Linked DNA regions of Lactuca sativa: region 1 is linked to region 2. The links are chromatin contacts, called in public Hi-C maps. All regions are on one chromosome and are shown on one strand. The core of a region is the stretch at or near the end of the contact, and the rest is flanking DNA. Distances in the headings are between cores, read along the strand shown. Region 1 holds the start of LOC111895803 (auxin response factor 8). Region 2 holds the start of LOC111895815.

Region 1 (2,805 bases), core at 144-2,643, 170 kb after region 2:
ACATCCCAAGCAAGTGGCAACATAAACCCAATTGCCTTGACTCATTTGATAAGTTTTGCCAAATAGCTAAAGTTGCTTGACATTGATTTCCAAAAACCAAATTTTCTCTCTAGAATACCACAAGTTATGTCAATCTTATCCATGTTTCATATGTATCAGTATATATACTTATATTTTTGCCAATTTGACCATTTCTTAAAATTTTGAACGTGTACTTTTCGATAACAATGTTTTCAATTTTGTGCTTAAATTTGAAAGTGTTATTAAAGATGCGATTTTGTCGGATATTAAGATTTTTTGGGGGTGAATTCCAAAAAATAGACACAAAAAATCGAATTTCCAGATATAGACATGGATTCCACAGATGTGAGCTCTGAGGGCTCCTCGGAATGAGTAAAAGCCCTGATGAATCGATGTGACAATTTTTTTTTTCTTAAGAACAATTCCACGGAGCTACCTCCGAGGAATGAACTTTTGCTCCGCAGTATGAGTATAAGCTCTAATGAATCGATGTGATTTTTTTTCTAAACCATTTCGTGGAGCTACCTCCGAATAATGAGTTCATTACTCGGATGTAGCTCCACGAATGACTCTTCAAATTTTTTTTTTGTGTAACATCAATTCTTCGGAGTAATGAGTTCATTCCTTGGAGGTAGTTCAACGGAATGGTTCTTCAGATTTTTTTTTTGTGTCACATCAATTATTCGGATATTAAGTCGATTATGCGGACCCTCGTAGCTCACCTCCGCGGAATCCATGTGCATATTTGGAAATTCAATTTTTCGTATCTATTTTTTAGAATTCAACCCAAAAAATATTTATATCCGGCAAAATGCCATTAAAGATTATCACATATTAAGTTTATAGAAACACGAACATAAATGAAAATATCAATATGAAATATGAAATTACACGACTCCTAAATTACCCAAAAATCCTTAAATCATCAAACCATATCTTTATACCCTACCCAATTTCTAAGGCCTTTGGTCATGAATCAATATGAAGGAACCGTCAAAACTCAAAATGACTGAAATTAGAAAGTAAAATATTTAGTGGAAAACACTTTTCTATAATAATCTTTTCAAAAGATTAGGAATGTAACTTATGCCTTTTTAGCATTTCCTCTCAAATCTCAATTATATTATAAATTAAAAATTAAAAATGATTTGCAATAGGCCTACAAAATAGGTTTGCCATAAAGAGCAATATTAAAAAAATTAAATAAAATGATTATATACTCTTTATCTTTTTTATTTAAATTTATGGAAAATAGGAATTTATTTAATTTTATAATCGGAAGGTCCGTACTCTGACAACGACCACTGAAGGATGGTGGCACATGCCTCCTGTCATCTCACTCCTCTATAATCGACGGTCTTCATCTCCAGGTACGGATTTCCCTACGCTTCTGATCCATTTTTCCTCCATTATCACTTCCACTTCTCTCTACTCTACTCTCTGCTTCAGGTCGACTATGGTCGGTCGGATCGGGATCCAATATCCACCCCCTATATAACCCCTTCCATGCTCCACTCTCTCTCCTTTCTTTTCACTATTTTTTTCAACTTTTTCGATAGCGATCGGGGACAAAAGTTCACTCATGGCGATGTTTCAGAACAACCACTGGTTTTCTGAGCTCGGTTAGTTAGGGTTTTGCTTTTTAGCTATGGGAGGGGGGATTTTTAGCTTTGGAATAATGCATGTGAAGGTTAGGTGTTTTAGACTTTGGAGGAAGCGATTGAGCTGATAATTAAAAGGAGTGAATGTTGATTCAGCAGTTTTTAGGGGTTTAGGATTCGACGATCGTTAAGCCCCGAGAAGCTGCTGCACTGAGGATTCGTTTAGCTCATGCTTATGAAATTAGTTAATTAATAGTAATACACATATTTATATAATAAGGTAAGATTTAGATAAAATAATATGAAGCTTTCAACATCAGGGTCTGGTCAGCAGCCTCAAGAAGGTATATATATATCATATCTATATCTATATCTATCTATCTCCTTCCAACTCATTTGTTTTTGTTTTTGACTTTACATGTCTGTAAGTGTCCTTTTCTTGGATTCTTCTTACGTACGTGTATATATATTGTATACATTAATGTCCGTGTGGTATACTCTTGATTAATCAAGTATTTTAACCTAAAGTTGTGTCTATGGGGATTAATTTATTGATTGTTTCTTATTGCTTATTGAAGGAGAAAAGAAAAGCTTGAATTCGGAGCTATGGCATGCTTGTGCAGGCCCGCTTGTTTCCCTACCGACAGTAGGCTCCCGTGTAATTTATTTCCCTCAGGGTCATAGTGAACAGGTTCTTACTTCTTCCTTCTTATATGCTTCTTATTCACCCAAATTGTGCATATATTTACTTAATTTTGATGACCAATTACTTATAATCTATCTACTTGAAAATGAAAACCAGGTTGCTGCAACTACAAATAAAGAAATCGATTCTCACATTCCCAACTACCCAAGCCTTCCTCCTCAATTGATCTGCCAACTCCACAATGTCACAATGCATGTGTGTTTTCATTCATAATTTCATATCCTCAAATATATATGGTCTTAACTTCTTGTTTATATAACTTAGAGGTCAAAGAAAGACTTATCATGTTGCAATTTCAGGCAGATGTTGAGACAGATGAAGTGTATGCTCAAATGACATTGCAGCCATTGACACCCGTAAGTAAAAAATTACCAATGTTGATGTATTCGCCATTTGGAGGATTAAAAAAGTTATTTCTTTTTGTTGTGTAATATGATGTCAGCAAGAGCAGAAGGATACATTTCTTCCTGTTGAGTT
Region 2 (3,096 bases), core at 403-2,902:
TAGAAAAATTGGACAAATTATCATTTTTGTCATGTTGGTCACGACACATGCACCATCCTTAGATAGTTAATCACAAATATGACAATTTGTCTAAAAAATGTGCTTATAAACCATTTCTGTAACATGGAAGGCTGTGTTGCTATTAGAGTTTTGTTTATTTTCTAAAAAAAATGGTGGACATTATGAATTTTAAATGATTTTAAAGGGTATGATGATGGTCTTTCCACTTCATGCCATTTTAATTGTTTTAATAACATAATTTTATTGTTTATTAGATATAGGTGATGGAAAATGTGTTTTTTTAATTAATTTAGAATATTGAAGATTATTGTTACCAAATATACATGTAAAGTATTATATATCAATGGGTAATTAGAGTATCTCCTGATTTTCCTATTCATTTAATCGGTCAAAATTAATGTCACATAATTTCATAATTTAGTTTTCCATAGATATAACAATTATTCAATTTACTGACTATTATTGCTTAAAATATCTATATAGTTGTGGTATATGTTTTGGATCTTCTCTAAACTTCATTCTACGTGCATTACAAAATATACAAGGACCATTTTAGGTCATTTTTTATTTACCGTAATATATGTATAAAGTTTTTTGGTTATTTTTCACGTAGGAAACAACCACTTTTTTCGGAAAATGGACTACAAAGTATTATGTAGAAAATTTACACGATATTTGTTAGCTTTTTTAATAAATTGGCCATTTATGTTATATTTTTTTTAACATGGAGTGTTTATGTAGTTTCTTGTAATAAACAAGGACCATTTTAGGTTATTTTTTTAAATAATGGATAATTCGGTAACTTTTTTTAAACATGTACTGTTGTTGAAATTTTATTTTATTTTATGAAATAACCATGGCCATTTATGCTCATTTCGTTTTCTTTAAGAAACAATCAATAATCATAAGTTTTGATCAATTAGGAAATAATGCACATTTAGTATTGTTTATGGTGTTTTTTATTTAATTATATATTTTCTTTCTTTCTTTCATGGATCTTATTAATATACTTTTTTATTTTTGATTATTATTTTTATGTATTTATAGTTCAAAGCAGAGAGAAATTAAAATTATTAATTTTAGATAAAGATAATAGATTCACAAATAAAACTTTCAATGTTGTTTATAAGGAAGTTTTTCACAATTTATAACCAATTTTTTTATAGCATCTTTTAGTCATTTTTAGCAATGAAGGAGTAAAAATCCTACAACAATAACGACTAATCGAAATAATGGAGTTAAAGATTTATTGGGATGATAAGTTATAATGGTAAAAGTGGTGTTTTAGCCAACAAACGTTTTTTTTTCCCACTCGCTCCGTTGTAGTTATGTCATCATCTCCGTATGTTCAAAGAGAATAATACATCAAAAATCAGGATTTTAAAAATCTTTATTTGTAATTAAATACTTACCATTTATTGTGTAATTAAACACTTACAAATCACAAAGTTATTAAAGAATACAATATCAAAATTCACAAGTTTTCTAAATTAATGAGATAATATTTTATTACATAATTAAATTTTAAATTCTATTTAAAATTAATTCTTGTGACATAAACCGTAAATTTGTCTAGGACTCACCGTAGACACTCCGTAGCGGATCATAATCTCTTTATTTCGTTAATCTAACTCCGTTATCCTTCCCGAAATTCACATCCCTACGAACAAACCAAACCTCTCTCTTTCTCTCTCTCTATATCCGCGTTAATGGCGTCTACGACCACCGTCCTCCTCCTGTTGTCGATCATCGTCGGTCTCGTTGCTATCTCCGCCACCGCCAGGCCTTGCAAGACGATCTTCTTCATCACATCCACTTCCTCCTCCTACTACCCAGCCGACACTAATCACCCTGGAAACCCTAATTTCCCCCACCAAAACCCCACTAATTCCCCTCGTTTGACCTTCTTCATCACCGAAATCCACGAATTCCACCGCAGCAGGTCCTTCCCCCGTCCGATCTTCCCCGACCGAGCAGTGGAAGATGTCGTCTCTTCAAAACCCTCTTCTTCTTCCTCGTTTCGCGATCGCACCCTGGACATCATCAGTATTGTCGGCGCTCTACTCGTCGGTGTAGGCTGCGGGGCTCTCACCGCCGCAACCATGTACTTAATCTGGTCCGTATGTTCTAGCAGACGCTTGGATTTCGGCTCCGATTCCGATGAGGAAGAGTACGACGTCGACGATGAGGATGACGTCACCCATAACAAGAACGGTTACGCCCCTATCCCTGCCGCCACCAAGCCTGTGCCTCCTTCTGCCGATGAAGTCGATGCAATGAAATAGATGAAGCTCTGGTTTGGTAAGTATGTCCTTTGGATTTTTAAACCAAGTGTATGTCTCATGTATGTGGATTCTTCCTTTCTGTTACTATATGTATCTGTTAAAATGCTAAAAATTTTAAGTGCTACTATGGTTCGATTTGCTTATTCTTACGCGATATGTGTGAATTTATGATTGCTATGCTTATTATACATATGGCGTCTCTAGGATTGTACAGCTAAATCCCTAATTTTTCTATGCTTGATTAGTCAAGAGGTATTTGTTAGAGTTGTTCTAAATTGATATTGATCACTGGGATGTTTCTGATTACCTTTTATGGTTGGTTTACTCCGGTTTTGTTCAATCATTCAAGATTTATTACATATTAATAAGTAGGCGATCACACTTATGTTCTTCAAGATTATATTTTTCTTGCAGCTCTGTGGTTTACTGAATGGAAGTACTATGATCTCTTCTCGGGATCCTCCATTATTGCCACTCATGGTGAACTATTCCAATGAGTATCTTCCTTTGTTTTACATCTTTTGGTCTGTAGTTATCTTTGCATACTTTCTTTGCTCGTTGCTCTTTGACTCTCAATTTTCTTTTTCTCATATAAAACATTGAAATTTCTGCTATTAACTATTTTATGTTGTTATATACTTATATCACATGCCACATGCATTTGTTAACACTTGGGTTTTCATGATTCCATCATTTGATTAATTAATATGAAGATATGTCTTTGTTGTGGGTGTTTGTGTACAATTGCTCGGAAATTTAGAAGTATTTGGTACAATTTAAGGTACGCTTT

What was found. A called contact is a pair of places that touch in the nucleus more often than the background predicts.
Region 1: a contact with region 2 is called in a Hi-C map of leaf, with 7 times the contacts expected there. The contact joins the promoter of LOC111895803 here to the promoter of LOC111895815 in region 2. A contact is called at or near these places in 2 of 4 Hi-C or Micro-C datasets (leaf and seed).

Annotation. Positions count from the first base shown.
Region 1 is chr3:97,287,389-97,290,193 of Lsat_Salinas_v11, forward strand. LOC111895803 (auxin response factor 8) reads left to right here and starts at 1,394. Exons shown (of 14, transcript XM_023891863.3): 1 at 1,394-1,966; 2 at 2,201-2,313; 3 at 2,425-2,523; 4 at 2,628-2,684; 5 at 2,771-2,805. The coding sequence starts at 1,924.
Region 2 is chr3:97,117,880-97,120,975 of Lsat_Salinas_v11, forward strand. It overlaps LOC111895815, which reads left to right and starts at 1,653. Exons shown (of 2, transcript XM_023891876.2): 1 at 1,653-2,322; 2 at 2,721-3,033. The coding sequence starts at 1,731. The coding sequence ends at 2,306.